Regions from separate parts of the Mus musculus genome. Here region 1 is linked to region 2. The links are chromatin contacts, called in public Hi-C maps. All regions are on one chromosome and are shown on one strand. The core of a region is the stretch at or near the end of the contact, and the rest is flanking DNA. Distances in the headings are between cores, read along the strand shown. Region 1 overlaps Pcca (propionyl-Coenzyme A carboxylase, alpha polypeptide). Region 2 overlaps Clybl (citrate lyase beta like).

Region 1 (5,819 bases), core at 1,799-4,298, 470 kb before region 2:
GTACACATTCTGCAGCCATTCTCCAATACCCACACTGAATTGATAATGGGTGCTTTTAATCTGAGAGCTCCCTGCCAAGCAAGACTGGGTTTAGGCTCTTGTTGATCACTGGCTTTTCCCAAGCAAACTTGCTGACCACATAATGAAAAGTAGGAAGGGCAACAATAATGCCAGAAGACTGTATTTATTAAGAGGTAAGAAGGCTGCACTTGCACTGCCTTGCTTACCAGTTAAGCAATCATAAGTGGGTAAATAGAGCTAGGATGGAGCAAATGGGGGCAGCCTCCCAGGCAAGAGCTGACCCACACCTTCTGCCCATCTTGGTCTTAGATGTCAGAAAACTAGGATTGAAGGTAAATACCCTCTTATGAGGACAAAAAAGCACAAATGTGATGCTCTAATTATAGCCACAATTAGAACTGGCAAGCTGGGGCTGGCAGTATATAGACTGGGTGGCTTCCAGAAAAACAAAACAAACAAACAAGAAGAAAGAAAGAAAACCCCAGAGGGTAGAGGTAACCACAACCACAACAACAAAAAGCGAAAAAGGAAAAAGAAAAAGAAAAAAAAAAAAAACTTCACTGCTCACTAGCCTGCACATTTAGATACAAGATTTCACTGACTGCTCTGATAATATCTGATAATACAATGTGCATTTGTGCCTGTTAATGCCAAAACCAGTGAAGAGCCCATTTCCACCCCCCAATCCTGTATGAAAACCCTGGGAGCTCTGCAGCACTGCACAAGTCAGCCTCTAACTTTCACACCTCACCTCTCCCACCATCGCCTACCGCTGACCTCAGGTACTGCTGTCTGCAGGAACATCCGTGAAAGCAGCTAGGCAGAACTACCTGGCCCTTTGTGTTTTCTACAAAAGTAGATAGCTCTCCTGTATCACCAGGGGAAGATATTTTTAAGTCAGTTTCCCAGTTGAATGTTAATTGGGAACTAATGAACAATCCAACTTGATCATTCTTATTCTGTATTTTTCTAGAAGCCAATGTCCCCTCCATGGATTTTTCTAAGTGTTAACATGATGCTCTATCTGTATTAATAAAAAAAAAAATCAGGTGCTATCTCAACATAATGATTATAGAAAATTAGGCAAAGTCCAGTGGCTTCAGTCAGATTCACAGTAGAATTAGCACATAGCCCATGAAAGTGGTTCCACAAGTACTTAAGGGCCTCTGGGAATCTCCCAGTTGCATTTTCAACCATTTTTTACTTTTGCTTCTAAGCAGCTGATTGAAGAAAAAGAAAGAGAAAGAGAAAAAGAAAAAGAAAGATGTATGTATCCTACACATTTGTCCACAGCAAGTTATGGGACTGAGCAGATAAGGGATATAATATAGCTCTGCTATTAAAAAGTCAAGAATAAAGCTTCCAGTTATGAATTTCACTTTCCACCTTACAACAGTGGGCTGATTTTGAACAGATTATAGGATTAAGGCTTCCTTAATTTTCCTCCCCAGTTAGACATTTAGTTCAGAAATCCTGCAACTAGAAACCCCTGTCAGGGTTAATATGTTCTGGCATGAATTCCTCAAGCATGCTTCATATCTAGAGGGCCAGGGAATAAGGAACAATGCAAAGTAAATGTAAATTTTACAAATTTGAGAAAGAAGAGAATGTCTGTCCTCATTTCTATTCCACGCCCCTACACCCCCACCCCTACACACACACAAGTTGGGAGGAGGCACTGTCACCCACACAACTCAGATGTGAAGTAGGTATACAGAGTGAATGCACACCTGTACCATGAGCGTCCTGTGGGTTAGAAGAGGCCACTGGGAGCGTGCTCCTGTCGGTGCCATTGTTCTGTAGGGGAAGTCTGAGCCCAGCATATCCCTCACACAGAAGTACTCTTACCATGTCTCCAGGCTTGACAGAAACGGCCACCACCACTCCAGGCATCGGGGAGCACAGAGTGCTGCTGGTGTCCTTGGGCACTTTTTCAAGCATGAATTTGTTCAGCTCTGCAGCAAGCTTGGTTAAAATGTGCACTTTGTACTTGAAAGAGAAAAAGCACAACAGAGGTCAAATGACGAATATCATCTAAAACAGCACTTATTCAAAATCTGCTTTTAGCTTTAAACTAAAATTACAATAATATCCTTTAAAGTCAAACATTCTAAAACCCTCCACATAACATTATTCATAACGGAGACAGGTTTTTTAAAGGAATTACTCATGATTAATTAGTGATATATAAAAAAGTATCACAGATCTTTAAGAAAACCATCTCAGAACTTTGTAAAGGAAAACAGTAAGGATTTTGCTTGAGGAACACTGCCGAGTGAGTGAGAGATCGAGCAGTGCAAAGCAGAGGAACCAGATCCTTTGAGTCCCTCAGCCTCAGGGAAAAGGCAGTGACACCGAGTGCATACCAGTAGATGGCAGCAGATTGCTGTCGCACGCCTCCCACACCTCTGAAGCAGCTACACCATGTAGATTATTAAATAGAGACAAAGGCTTCAGTGTTCATTTTGAGAAAAGAAGAGAAAAGTCCTTAACGTTCAAATATTTCTCAGTGACATAAAATGTTATATTCACATCAAAATGTTTTTCCTTTTAGGCACATTACCATGTAGCCTTTTCTCATATGACAAGCCAGCTAGTAGAAAGACAAGATGTAATGAGAATATCTTTTGGGCCGAGATATGATAGCACCAAGATTTGTAAAACACGGAAAATGCCAGGCACATCAGTTTTCATGGCATAGCAAAGGTGGATGGCCAACAAGTCAATCTTAACATTTCTAATACAGACAATACCTACTGGACAGGAAACATCCCAGATAAATATATGAACCACGATTCGCTCTACCCAAACAGAAAATAAAACGCTTTGAGGTAGGGAATTGGTTTCTGGTTCCCACCAGATCCGGTCTCTCTGGGGAGGACAGAAGCAGCACCCACTGGGCAGCTCCATTTTGTTGGAGGAAAGCTGCTGTAACTCAAAGCCTCCTGTGGGCATCATGCTGGCAGGGAGGCCGAGGCAGAATCTGATTCCCACTTTGATTCTGCCTGGGGACAGTGGCACTCTCCAAGTGGCTCTTTACAGGGCCTATTTAAAGCAGGTGGGGGAGGCCCCACAGAAGAGCTTTGATAGCCTAGGTTCCAAGCAGATTTTCGACACTGTGACAGGTTGAATAATAACATCTTCTGGGTGTTTCTTTACTCCTGAGTGTGTGTTTTGCAATCAAGACATAGAAATGTCTGCCAGTTCCTGAAGGATATGATCCTTAAGTGAAATTACAGCACAAATAAAAGCTTTTTGCTCCTATTAAAATTCATCTGAGTCATAAATGACAAGGGAAAAGCAGGCTGCTGTCAGTCTGACGACACCCTGGGCAGAGGGACTACGCATCACCCATGAATTGTACTTCCAAGGCCCTCATTAAATCCTTGGGAACCAAGGGGGGACATAATTGGGCCAAATTGCACAGTTTTAGTATCTGTGCTCTATCTCCCTTGGAACAGAAAGTCCGGCAGCACTAGAGGCTCGTGTGTACCGGGCAGTAAGTCCAGCAGCACTAGAGGTACGTGTGCATCAGGCGGGTTTCATTTCTAGCAGCATCACTAGGGTGTCACTACTACGTGACCAGCTGGCATTCTGCCCCAGGGATTAGTTTTCACTGTAGCATTCAGATCTATTTTCCCCCTGGTTTTCTTTAACTTCAAAATATGAATTTAGGAAAAGTATATACTGAGAATACAATTTAACAGCTTTTCACCACAGCAAATAGGCTTAAGAACCAATACTTCAGCTATCTCACAACTAAGCCTCAATGTGAACAAAGCTAAGGCTGTCTTCAGACCATTTCTCCTGAGAGGCCCAGATCCTGACAAAAAACTGGGTCCCTTACTATTTTTATAACTTTCATATCTTCTAAATTCCTTTCTCTGTAGGGCCCCTGCTTTGCTTGGAAAGAGATGTAAAAGAGTCCAAAACTCAGTGCTTCAGACACAGCCTTTGTTATTGATGAGATGTTCCTTTCCCTTTTGTATTTGTTTATTGTTCTTAAATCTGTTTAGGAATAAATGACTTATTGTAATCACAAGTGAAAAATAACAAGGAGTGGATGCCTCAGGAGAGGTCTTGTTGAACATGGCTGACTCAGAAGTGACCTTTCTGATTAGGAAAAGAAGAGAGAGAAGCTACACTTCTTAAGGATACCTTTGATGTTGTCCTGATTATCACAGGCCATCTTAAAACAGCCTCTTGTCGGCCCTGCAGTTTGTATGTAGAGTCAAAAGTCTGAACCGGCCTCGTTGGTGCCGCACATGGGCCCATCCAAGAAGACATCCTAGTTACAACCATAGATGTTTCCTAGTGCCTGCTCTCCAAAAAGGGGGCCACTGCAGTCTGCACTAGGACTTACAGAGCTTAGCATCTGAACTGGGACTCATTGTTTTCTCTAGATTCTTGGGGAGAGGTGCAGTTAGCTAGCTGAGGATTCAGGAAAGGGTCTTTCTAGCAATAGCAGAGCTCAAGTCTACTTCTATGATGGGCACTTAAGTGTTTTCAGATACTGTAACTACGTAAGTTCAGGGGTGTGTCTGTGTTCATGCAAAGCACAGTGTTGATGTTTAAAAGGCTGGCTGCTAACAGAGAGAAGTATAATCATGAAGGAGGACAGTTTTTCATTCCGTGTGGGTCCAGAAGAACCAGGGTATGGTGGTGAAAAGGTCCATAAAGGTCAGCTCTGGACTCAGTAGTAAAACCACTTCCCTCTACTGGTTTTAGGAAGCTGTCTCCAAACCACTGTCATGGGAATGGAAAGTTTAAAAAAAAAAAAAAAAAAAAAAACACCTCACCAGGTAAATTAGAAAACAGGCTCTCTCTGGGAGCAGTTTAGATGGCTTCTTAACCCAAATGTGATAATCATAGAAGGTATTTGACCCAATTATGTAAAATCGCCCCCCAAGCCAAGACTCCAAACAAATCCATTTTATGCTGTCTATAATGTAAAAACATATCTAGTGAGAAAATGTCATCCAAACATTTAAAGAAAAGAAAGAAGAATCAACAGCAAACATGGGAGATACAATGAGAACACTGCACACAGCGGGCAGTTAGGAGGAGGGCCGTGGGACCAGCATAGGACCCACTGTGGCTTTGGGAGAGAGTGCAGGGTAGAACAGGAGAGGTTTCCAGAGTGATATGCTCTGCTGACTGCTACATCCTGCAAGCGGGCTGCCCACCTGTGGGAGAACATGCCTCAATCTATTGATTATATGCACGATTCTCAGTCAGCAGCTTTGGACAGAGAAGCACTCCATCCATGTATGATCAGCTCCAACCTGATGGGCTCTGTTATTTGTCTAGTACTCGAGGCAGGCCCCCTGATGGAGATTGAAGTCTGTGAATGCCTTTCCAAAGCCTCTACATATACAGGTGATTTTTCAAGCCATATACACAGAGTTTCCATGATTCAAGGGTGTGGCCTTTGAATATGAAGTCCAGTCTGCTTTACACAGCCTTCAGCTGCAGTTTCAGAGCCTGTGAGATTTCTCTTGGAGAAGGGCTGAGCTCCAATTTCCCTTCTAACTCATTCGTCCAGGTCCAATTATGAGCTCCATAATTGATTTGATTTTTTTATGTCAGCTGTTGCCCATTAGAGCAACATTAGTCAACATTAGAGTCATAGGTCAACAATCCAGCTTTTCTCTGAGTTATCTGGAAAACTCAAAGTTATCAAGCATTGGCCAAAAACTATATCCACCCCCTTCCTATTCCCAAATGTACTGGCAGATACATTTTTCAAAGGCTGTCTTCCTATTCAAAGTTCCTCACCTCCTCCCACCTCACTCACC
Region 2 (5,744 bases), core at 823-3,322:
CTGGGATGGAGGCCAGAACATGTGCCCCTCATCTTTTTTTAGCGCCAACAGCTTATCTGAAATCAGTACTGCTCTAACACTCTGAGCGTGTGTACATGTGTGTGAGTGTGCACATGCATTCATGCCCTCCATTCCCTGCTGGCTTATGAGCAGTCTTTGTTTCCACCAGCATGGACCCCTGTGGGTCGGCTTACTTTGTGCACACCTGACTTCATGACTCCCAGATGCAGCCTGGGGCCTGGGCATTTCTTACCCAGAGTGCCCCTGTCCTCTGTCCTGAAGCACCAATGGCCAGAGGCTAGCTGGATCTTCCCACTCCCATATGCCTTTCCAGAAACTCTGGGGTAGCACAGAGCAGCCCAGGTGAGGAATGGCTATCTCTCAATGAGGGAAAGGAGAGAGACACACAAGGTCCAAAGCAGGTGGCCCCAGCCCAACGCCTCAGCTCTGTTTAAGAGTTAGCCCTTCAGGTCCCTTGCTTGTGAATACCCGTGTCTCAAGAATGTTTCTCCAGATCCATCAGCTCTGGGGTTGGCTTCAGCCACTTGCTAGCCAGGGTGGTTTTCTCCTTCCTACCTTGCACTGGGGTGCATGGTGGCCATGGTAACAGTAGTTTCTGACCTGGCATTGGTGCGATGATGTGGTATCCACCTCCTAGGGTTTTCTGTAGGAACTAGAAGGATAGAATCAGGGGTGAGAAGTAGACTCGGGGATGGGGCACACACCAGGGGCCATGAAGGGAATCCACCAAAAGGGCCCAGGAGGAGGAGGAAAATGAAACTGGAAAACAACTGTTTTCTATTTACAAATTTAAATAAACAGCACAGCCTTCCCCGTGGTGTTTGTCTAAGAGGAGCAGCTATGCTGCTGAGTAGGTCGTGAAAAGGTTGGTGCGGAGTTTTAAACGTCCCATTCTGCTAATTTCTTAAAAGAACAGTGGTTCAGAGTCTCTGCACAAAAGCTCATGATTTAATGAGGGAAGAGAAACAAAATCTCCGCTTGCTGGTGTTTCAGACTTCATTGGCGTCCTCTGGCACGCACAAGTTGCTCCTCAGAGGCTTCAATACCCTTTCGCCTTCAGGATAAGACTACAAGCTGAATAGAGAACAATGCCCGGTTGTTATGTTTGTTTACCCTTCCTACAAGCTGGGTTAACCTCTTCAGAACAGCTTTACTAAGCCCGTTAACCACACCACCCATATGACCCACAGCCTCATTTCTAATGGGATGCAAATCTTGCAGGGGGCCATATGCACCAGCCCCGTGGCTTTGTGTCCTCTAGACATACAAGTTTATGGCTGAGAGTCCCATCCTAGCCCTACATTTACAGGGGGGTGGGGGTGGGGGGAATGGCCTCAATGGCGAACAGTTAAGCAGGGAGACAAAGGGTAGAATGGACGGTCTTGTTTTGCCTGCATTGATTTTTTTTTTAATTGCCAGTAACTGTTGACCCCAAGTATTCACCCAAGATGAGAGCTTTCGGGATCATCAAATGGATGGAGCCTGTGGGGGACAGTGGCTTCTCCAGAAATCAGTTTTGAAAGTTGTTTTTAGAGGCGTCCATAAGTCAATACAATACCTAACGACACTTTTATAATATCCTCTTTGTTGCCTTATCCGATAATTCATAAAACTGCTGAAACCTCGATTTTGATATTATCCTTTTAAAAAGCCTAGCCTTAAATTTATCTGTGGTGTCCTCTGTGCAAATGAACAATATTGGAAATATTTCCTAATAAAAGAAGAATGAGGAACATTCTAGAACACATATCAGAATATGTTTCGTCAAGGACTTAACTTCTTCCCACCTATATTTCCTCCCATGTCTATCTCCCTGTGAAATAATAAACCGGTATTTATAACACATTAATAGACAATAGCAAAACCATAAGCTTAGACTCCAGAGGAAGAAAGTTTATTTTTAGCATAGCGGGTCAGTAAGATACAAGGGGAGGGGGCGTTGTGACTAACGTGAAATGAGGTCCTGATCCAGCATGCTAGCAAGCTGCCCTGGGTACTGCGGTTTGTCTTTAAGAAGCCCACAGTATCCATTCAGCCCGCCTGAGGAGGGCTTCATTTAACAGATCATTTTTCCTTGATGGATGTGGCAAGCGTAACAATGTTCTGGGCCTGCTTCAGTAATGGCATGTCGATCATACTTCCTCGGAAAGTAAAGGCTCCCTGGAAAACAGAATACAAACTTCCTGAAAGAACGCTCGCAAATTATAGGCTTCTTTTCTTGCGCACACCCTTGTACCACAAGAACATTTTAGATCCCACCTGAGTTATGCTGACTTTCCTGCCCAACTTTTGAGAAAAATCAGAGCAAATTGCAGGGGAGAGATTTCTTTTTATCCTCCTACAGAGGCGGGGAGGGGGGGAAAATCCTTCAGCTTTTTAAGAGAGAGAAAAAAACCATAGCAGACACAAAACATGGTAAACTGTTCATTTCACCCTTGAAAAATTAAACGGAAAACAACTGCGGAAGAAAAATTTAAATACTTATTTCATTTGAAATCTTGTGTGGGATTCTGAAGCAGTATTGTATGCTCTGGCCGGTGATTACCGTTTTTTAAAAAGTGCAGGTTAGTTGCAAATGCTTCCTTCTTGCCAGACATAGTGAAGGTGTTACTCCAGGGTAATGAAAATATCTGAGCAAAGAGACCATCATCCTGTTGGGACATCCGAGCCAAGGACAAAGAAGTCATTCTTTGTTGACCAAACTGGAAGGCATCTCTGCTGCCCCACCCGTAACCCCCCTCTACCCCATCTTACAGATTCTCTCTTTCTTCAACCTTCTTCAAACACTCATTTAGACTGGCATATGATGTAGGTCCTGTTCTGGGTTAGGACAGGGGCCCACCATAGTGCTCTTCCAAAGTAGCATGACTGGGAAGGGTTAGAGTTATGGGTTACACCGAGTCTCCCAGCTTCAAGCCTTCCCTTGAATCAAAGAGGGGAAATTCAACTGACAGAAGGTAGCAGTCCCCGATCCCAAAGTATCTGTGTTCTTGTTTGATTTTTGTTTTTGTTCCTCTATAACGTAGGTTGCCCTTCAAGGCAACCCTCCTGCTTCAGTCTTCCAAGTGGTAGAATTACAGGTGTGAGCCTTCATATCTAGTTCCATGTACTTTCACTCTTTATTGTTGTTTTTGAGACAGAGTCTCATAATGTCTCCGCAGCCTGGAAAGCTACATAGACCAGGCTGGCTTTGAGCTCATTGAACTCGGTCTGCCTCTGCCTCCTGAGTACTGGGATTAAAGGTGTGTGCCACCATCCCCTAGTTTTCCAATGTTTTTTTTTTTTTTAATTATTTTATTTTTTAAAGTGCTGGAGATGAAACTTGGACTTTCTAGGCCATGGCTCTAACCCCTGAACCATACCTCCACCACGGCTAATCACTTCTCTCTCCTTCATTTTACCTGTTGTCAAGGGTGTGGCCCTGAGAGAAAGAACAGGTGCTCCTTGGAGATCTGGAGGTGGGTGAGCCACCCTAGCCCTTGATAGTTCAGTTATATGCAGCAGAGCCCGTTTCCTGTTGCATAGGTTAAAGCCCACAGTCACTATTGTACTTGCTGGTTTTGCACAGCGCTGCTGAGATGGGCATGCTGGGAGCTACCACGAGGGTTATGGGGTAGGAAAAGAGAGTGAACTCATAGGAAGGAATCAACAAAACTCCATGGCAGAGAATCCTTGGCAATATGTTCAGATTTTATTCCTCAATGAGGCAGATTTAAAAGCATACATAACCAGAGTTTTTTCTTAGGAACGCCTGTTCCTCTTGGAATGAACCCAGCCCTCAGGCAAACCCGTGTGACCTAAAATCCTATATTTGGGTCACTTTCTGGTCTCCCTCTCTTTTCATACCCTTCAATTGGCCCATTCCATACAGCCTAGAGCTAATTTGGGTCATCTAGGACCATGATGAATTTTATGAATCTGGTTGGGGAGGTTCCCCAGGTTGGCACTGCATGGAGATCAGGGGTGGATCCCACGCTGTTTTACAAGGCAATCATCTAGTTTTCCCATTGGAGCGAGTTACCCGCCCACACCCGAGGAATGGATTATGACCCCTGTAAAACAGGGCATCCGTCCTTTCAAGGTTTAGCTAATGGGCTGGCAAGAGAAAGTTAGCCTAGGTGCACATGAGATTTAAAAAACAAAAACAATAACAGAAAACCCATAACAAACAAACAACACCCCCCCAAAAAAAAAAAAACAAAAAACCAACACCAACAAAAACCCTGATAAGTCTGGGTTCCGGCCTTGTCTCCTGAAGCTGTGTAGAGACAAGCACTCAGGGAAGAGAAATACTCCCAGCTGCTTTTTGAGACCTGGAGAGAACATTTCTTTCTTTTGTGGGGACATATGGAGTCTGATTTCCTTTATTATGTGGGAAACAAGATGTATCATTGTTCTGTTTCCTTGTCTCTGTAAATTGAGGACTTTGGTGTTCAGAATGAGAGGACCTGGCATAAATTTCCATGCCTTCATACATCAATTCATAACATGACTTTTTTTTTTTAATGTATAGATTTATCTGGAAATGTAAACAGTCTGGTGGTCAGAACTTGCTTTTAAAGATGTTGCTTGTCAAAAAGCCGTTTGGATTTTGGAGACGACAGAAGAGTTTCTGTCTCACTGGCTGATGCTTTTGGAAAACTGACAGCCCATCAAAAAAAAAAAAAAAAAAAAAAAAAAACGCAAGGAACTCTTATCAGTCCAAAGATTTGGGTTATATTTTTGTTTTAAAGATGCCTTTAAGGAGCTGGAGAGTTGGGGCTGTGGCTAGGAGCCGCCTGCTCCTGCTGAGGACAATCTGATTCCCAGGGTTCAGAACTGTTTGTAACTCTAATTCCAGGGGATCCAGAGACTGCACTGCATTGCAGGTACTGCATACACGTGAGGCACATATATACACGGAGGCAAACATTCATACACATAAAAGCAAAGAAGTCTTTTTAGAATTCCTTTAAACAATACTACGCCTGTGACAGAATACTCAGATAACCATGCTGACAATAACAGCTATAATGTTTTGAATAGTTACTAATCTCAGAGTCCACGGATGGGACTTTATATAACTTTGCTTCATGAATACTGCCCACAACCACACAGAGTATAGATGCTATCATTCATCCTATGAAAAACCTTCTGAGGAGGCTGAGGAAGAAGCTGTTGGCAAAGTGACAAGCCGGAGGTCTGGACCACAACCTCCAAGACACGGGTCAAAGGGCAACACAGCTGCATATACTTGTGATTCAGTGATGGAGAAACAGAGAGTGAAGGATTCTCCAGCAGGCTGGCCAGCCAGGCTAGCTGAATTGGTTCCCTGTGCTCCGGGATCAGGGAGATACTCTGTCTCAAAGACAAAGGTGGCCAGCCATCAAGGAAACCTGTCAGTGACCTCTGACCTTCATGTACAGCTGCACAAATGCACAGAAACCTTTTTCATTTTGGTAGAAAAATGCAATAGAAAAAGCGATTGTGTATGCTGACAGTGCAGCCCTGTAATCGACACCCACAGTGCTGTGCAGCAGAGCTCCAGACTGCTCTATCTTGCAAAACCAAAAACTGTACCAAGCAAGCAACTTCCATTTGTCTCTCCCTCTTACCCAGCTTTCCCCACACTGCCATTCTCCCTTCTGTTCTATCGCCTTTACCCATTCTCAGCCTATAACTTAAGAACCTGGGTCAAGTTTATCCCTTAGCTCATCAGGGTGGAATGGGAACAAAACACTTGT

The links. A called contact is a pair of places that touch in the nucleus more often than the background predicts.
Region 1: a Hi-C map of cerebellum shows a contact between it and region 2, with 3 times the contacts expected there. The contact joins two enhancer-like sites. A contact is called at or near these places in 5 of 39 promoter capture datasets (embryonic stem cells, hippocampal neurons, liver and 2 more), 2 of 15 datasets of contacts at CTCF or cohesin (large pre-B cells and pro-B cells), 10 of 484 Hi-C or Micro-C datasets (the AML12 cell line, the G1E-ER4 cell line, adipose-derived mesenchymal stem cells and 5 more) and 5 of 115 datasets of contacts at active chromatin or transcription factors (astrocytes, craniofacial prominence, embryonic basal ganglia and 2 more).

The regions. Positions count from the first base shown.
Region 1 is chr14:122,872,955-122,878,773 of GRCm38.p6, reverse strand. Pcca (propionyl-Coenzyme A carboxylase, alpha polypeptide) reads right to left here. Exons shown (of 24, transcript NM_144844.2): 22 at 1,870-2,010. Among named protein-coding and RNA genes, the nearest start is that of Gm46488, 35 kb to the left of the region's middle. Within about 2 kb of position 3,048, at least 23 of the 459 cell types and tissues checked have an H3K27ac peak or open chromatin away from gene starts, as enhancers often do. A contact at or near this core is called in cerebellum and forebrain, where this site is marked.
Region 2 is chr14:122,398,384-122,404,127 of GRCm38.p6, reverse strand. It overlaps Clybl (citrate lyase beta like), which reads right to left. Exons shown (of 8, transcript NM_029556.3): 8 at 1,894-2,181. The coding sequence ends at 2,086. All of the region lies in intron 1 of Gm5089 (predicted gene 5089), which reads left to right. Among named protein-coding and RNA genes, the nearest start is that of Gm25464, 13 kb to the right of the region's middle. Within about 2 kb of position 2,072, at least 10 of the 459 cell types and tissues checked have an H3K27ac peak or open chromatin away from gene starts, as enhancers often do. A contact at or near this core is called in cerebellum and forebrain, where this site is marked.